Regions from separate parts of the Mus musculus genome. Here region 2 is linked to region 1. Evidence: chromatin contacts called from public Hi-C data. All regions are on one chromosome and are shown on one strand. The core of a region is the stretch at or near the end of the contact, and the rest is flanking DNA. Distances in the headings are between cores, read along the strand shown.

What was found. Hi-C and Micro-C count contacts between places; a contact is called where the count stands out from the background.
Region 2: a Hi-C map of liver shows a contact between it and region 1, with 3 times the contacts expected there. A contact is called at or near these places in 1 of 39 promoter capture datasets (liver), 8 of 484 Hi-C or Micro-C datasets (embryonic stem cells and liver), 4 of 130 datasets of targeted methods (the NIH/3T3 cell line, SST interneurons, hepatocytes and 1 more) and 1 of 9 other capture datasets (embryonic stem cells).

The regions. Positions count from the first base shown.
Region 1 is chr19:36,636,715-36,639,324 of GRCm38.p6, forward strand. All of the region lies in intron 3 of Hectd2os (Hectd2, opposite strand), which reads right to left. Among named protein-coding and RNA genes, the nearest start is that of Hectd2os, 51 kb to the right of the region's middle.
Region 2 is chr19:36,799,250-36,801,859 of GRCm38.p6, forward strand. No RefSeq gene overlaps it. Among named protein-coding and RNA genes, the nearest start is that of Tnks2, 34 kb to the right of the region's middle.

The sequences.
Region 1 (2,610 bases), core at 52-2,551:
GCCTCCTCCCAATCCCCCTGGATTCTGTGACAATCTTTTGGTACAAGAATTAAGTCAACATGGTTGATATAAGACCATGAGTGTTTGTGAATGCTGTGTCCTCTAAGGGTGATTGATAGAATAAAGTGCCCCACAGCTCCTGAGGCAGCAGGGCTGGAGAAGGTGAAGCAGAGGGAATTTACAGCTTTCTCCTCCAACTTCCTTTCAGCAAGGCACCTGTCTTTGTGAAAACAGGTCCAGCTATGTGAGAGGGGCATTCCATTTGGTGTAGTCCCTGAGGTGAGGAGGGTGGGGAAGAACAGACTGAAGTGAACTGTGTGGTGGTTCCGTCCCTTGTAGAGCTCTCGGGAAGAATGAGAGAGAGAGAGAGAGAACAGGGTGAGGCAGGAAGAGCTTAATGATGCTAATAGCAGTTGCTCTCTGTCTGGTGCCATTTATGGGCTGACATTATTGTGAAGTTCACGTTCAAATCACCACCTCACAGGTGAAGAAACCAAGGCCTGATAAGTGCTGATTTATTAACATTCACAGCAGGGGTGGGGGACAAGATGGCTCCACAGGAGAGGATTTGCCAACAAGCCTGACCAACCTGAGTTCAATACTCAAAACCCACAGACTCTGACAGATTGTCCTGACTTCCACACATACACCAAAATAAATAAATGTAACTTTTAAGAGATCACAGCAGGGCTGGAAATATAGTCATGAACAGATGCCCAAACTCAACGAAAGGGAGAATTCTTTTCTTGTCGGTTTCTTCTCCACCTCCACCCCCAGAACCTCAAGACCTGATTTCTTTTTCCTTCTCTATTTGAAAATTTTACCCTTTTATTGTTAAGCATGGGTTTCACCATAGCGTGTTCATCCATGTATATAATGTATTTTGATCAAATTCATGCTCTATTACCCTCTCTTGTCCCCTCTGACTCCCTCTGATCGCCTTCCTAACTACTCCACTTCTACAGACTTTCGTGTCTTGCTTTGGTTTGGTTCTGGTGTCCTGGTAAACTTAATCAAGGTTTGTTACAGAAACATGGGGGAGAGACTATCTGCTGGAGCATGGGGCGACTTTCCCAGACCACTGAAGAAAATGGCCGCACCCTCCCGGATACCAGCAATTATTAAATACCTACAGCTCCTCAGGAGGAGTGGGGCCTACAAGCCCTTCCCCCATTCAAGTCAGAATGCCGATAGGTTTAATCATTGACCCACTGAATTGATTGGTTGAGACAGGATCTCGATATGCAGTCATGGATGACCTGAAATTCATTATCGAGACCAGGGTAGCCTCAAACTCAGAGATCTGCCTGCACATGCCTCTGAGGTGCTAAGGGCAAGGGCATGGGACGCCACACCCACACAGACAGAGTCAATCCTGCGTAGTTAGTCATGGTGTGTTGAAAGGTCAAGAGTGCAACCACGTGTCTGACTTTCACTGCATTCTGTCTCCTTTGGACTTTATATTCTTTCTGTGCCTTCTTCTTTGCTGTTCCCTGAGCCTCAGAGGGGTGACATAGATGCCTCTGCTAGGGCTGAGCACTGACCAGCCTCTTATTCTCAGGACTTAGGTGAGTTGTGAGTCTGTATTAACATTTGCTAATTGTATTAGTCAAGTTGACAACCAGGAATAACCACTACACTAATCAAACCAGACAGCAGCGCTAATCTCTGGGCATCAATATAAATGCTCAGAAGACAACTTGACAAGCATATCATGTCCGTTTAGCAATACAACTTCCAAGCTTTTCCCCAACCAGAGGCCTTTGAGCAGGCTTGCAGAACCAGATGTGAATTCCCTTCTGGGGGACAGACTTCAAATTCATAACTCCTCCAAACAGTCTTCTTGCCCCCCCACACACACACACCAGTGGCCACCCCTTGCCTATTAGATTGGTAGTATAGAAAATAAGCTCACAACTGAGTAAGATTTTTTTTAAATGACCCTCCCCTCCCCGTCCCCACAGCAGCCTACATGGCACACTGTAATAGCCTGTATTGTTTAGGGGGTCTCTGGTGCCTAGCCAGAAACTCATAGAAAAGTAGCCCACCCGTGGCACTGGGATTTTCATTTAATTATGGCGTCTAGGAGCAGCTTTACCTACACACATATTTGCAGAGTACCTCCATTCTCACTGAACCTAGGACTCAATGGTTTGACAAGGTTGGCCGGTCGATGGGTTCTAGGAATCCTCCTGTCTGCTTCCCCAACCTCCCGCACTGGAGTTGCAGTTGTGCACTGCCCTGCCCAGCTTTTATGTGGGCGCTGGGGACCCCAAGTCACATCCTCCTATCTGTGCAGAAGTTCTTTATTGGCTAAGCCCCTCTGTTTAAATTCTATTTTAATTACCTTACAAATGCTCATCTACTCTAACTCAACTATGCTGGCCTTAGGCTGCTCCCCGTCGCTGTAGCAGGTTACCCTGCAATTTTAGTTTGATGCTCCCCCCATCCCGCCACCCCATTCACTCCCCTGGCAACTCCCCCTCTTCTATACCACTGTGCCCCACACCCCTCGTAAGCCTTTCTAGACACACCCCTGCCCTGAATTCCCTGTGTCTGTTTTCAGCTCTCGCACGCCCTATTATCTCCCCACTGCCGTACCTCAGAGCT
Region 2 (2,610 bases), core at 47-2,546, 160 kb after region 1:
GGCGCAGGGTGACAGGAGGGGCAGGGGTCTGTTTTAAGTCATAATCCAACATAGGCTAGAGGTGAAACTGGTAGTGTCTTTGTCCTTCACAGATATTTTTTTTCTCCAGTTCCATTTAGCTACCCTTGGGGACAATTGTTCTTTATAGAAAACAAAAATATGGGAACAGAAAGAAAAACCATCTATGCTAGGATATCATTTTAGCCACCTCAGTGACAAGGTGTGTCAGTAGTGACACTCAGCACCCCTCACTGATAAATGCTGCCCCTCATGAAGGATCCCCACATGGTCACTGTCACTTGGCTCTTTTAGAAACCTCCCTAGAGGACTTTGGGCCCTCCGTGGACCACAGTCGCCTGTATTCAGCAACCAAGTCTTTGTGCCAGAGCATTAGTTGGGTGAAGAAACAGAACAGAGTTAAACTATGTACCCTTCCCTCCTGCTTGGTGAGTCCCACCTCCCTCCTCTTCCAACTCTGCCTCCTTGCTGACAGAGGGGCCAGCTTGCAAATGTCGACTTTGAGGACAAACGGTGAGTCAGGCCATCGTCGGCGCTGGCACTTCGTGCCACTGACAGCCACACGCTTTGGTCAAGGTGCTGAATATTGCCGAGGTTCCCTAGCAATGGTTCCACGGCTGTGTCCAAGCCTGAGGCCCTGGAGCCTGGGTGACTTCCTTATACAGCACAGTTCTTTAATGTGATTAAGGAAGGATCTTGAAGCAGGGAAATGATCCTTATGTTTCCACATGGGGTCTCAACGCCATCACCAATGCCCTTAAAACAGAGGGTTTCCTCAACACCTCAAACATCAAGGAAGAGAAATGAGGGTGTGTGGAGTGGGCACCTAGGAGCTACTTTGCCGAGGTGCAATGACACTCACAAGGGAACTGAAAACAGGAAGAAAGCCTGGCATCTGCCTTCTTCTCACGACTTTCTCCTGTTCTTTGGGCAGACCTCTGCCTGCCCAACCTGGGCTCAAGGCTGAAGGCAGAGACATGTCATAAACAGCTAAACTTCACAGGAAGGACCATGCTCTGTCCCCAGATAAGGGTAATTATCCATGCTGGCAAGGCTCACTCTGACACGGAAGGGATGCTCTTGTAGGAAGCACACGGATCCCTCCAAACTATGGCAGCAGCCGGGACTTCTGACCATTTTGCAGAGTCTGAACTGACACAATGATCAAGCAAAGTACACTTCGACCAGGATTGCTTAACTATGCAAAGCTCTAGCTCTGTGCCTTAGTTGTTTCTCTACTTAAACCTAAAGCTAATGCCAGTAACCCCAAACAGACAGGGTCACTGGACTCCCTTATTTGTTCTTCCCTGGCCCCCACAATTAGGACTGAACCTGGGGCCTCACCCATGCTAGGCAAGGCCTCATTGATCCTCTCTTTAACTGGAATGTTGGGACGGTTGGCCAAGCCTCGCCTGCGGGCACTGCCATAGTCAGGACTTCTGCTGTACCTGCTAGATACAGATAAATATAGAGACTGGGTGTCAACTGGCCAGACCCCCCCCCCCGCCCCCGAGCTCCCAGGGACTGAACCACCAACCAAAGAGTACCCATGGAGGGACTCATGGCTCCGGCTGCATATGTGGCAGAGGATGGCCTTGTTGGACATCTGTGGGAGGAGAAGCCCTTGGTCCTGTAAAAGCTTGATGCCCCAGTGTAGGGGAATGCCAGGACAGGGAGGTGTGAGTGGGGGTGAGCACCCTCATAGAGGCATGGGGAGGAGGGATGGTACCTGGAAAGGGGAAAACATTTGAAATGTAAATAAAGAAAATATCCAATAGAAAAAAAAAACAACCAAACAACAACAATAACAAAAAGGAAGATAGAGACTGGAGTAGGTCAGCCACAAACTAAAAAATGCAATATCCCCCATGCTGGAAAGGCAGCCTCCACAAAGAATCAGCCCTCCTGACAGCCTGATTTTGGACTTCTGGTCTCTACAGCTGTGATTGTGGTCATTTGTTAACAGCAGCCAAAGGGAAGCTAGTGTGTACACTAAGCTTAGTTTTGTCATCTCTTAAGCAGAGACAATATATGTCTTCCCAGGTTATGCTAACAAATCCCACAAACACTAAATACTAACTCAGTGTCTACTAGCACAGTAGACACACAGCACACACCAACAGCTATCCCGTTAGTATTGTTTTCATTGTTATTGAATATGAAGGGGAAAATATAGGCCAAGTATAAGGTCAGACTAGAACTCAGTGTCATTGTCTTTGTCTGGGGGAGAAATACCAAATGTATAATTTGTCCCAAAATAGTGCCTTTCATAAGAAGCCATCACTATGACCTATTCTGTTGGTATGTATGCCACATCTATCCCTGCCAATAATTAGATATGCTGTGCTGCAGTTTTCTATGTCTTTAATTGTATGTTTGCTATAAATTATATGTTCAAAATGGAAAATAAACATTTCCAGCTGTTTCGAAGGCCCCAAATCTAATTTTGAACTGCTGAATTCTAGAAAAACTACAGAGCCTTTAAGCATGCTGCAAGTGGTTTGAGCCACCAGCACCTCTTACTTACAATCGCCAGGGCAGTTAGGGAAGCCAGGGGTTTGTGTGGTAAGATTCACTCCTCAGAGCCAGAGT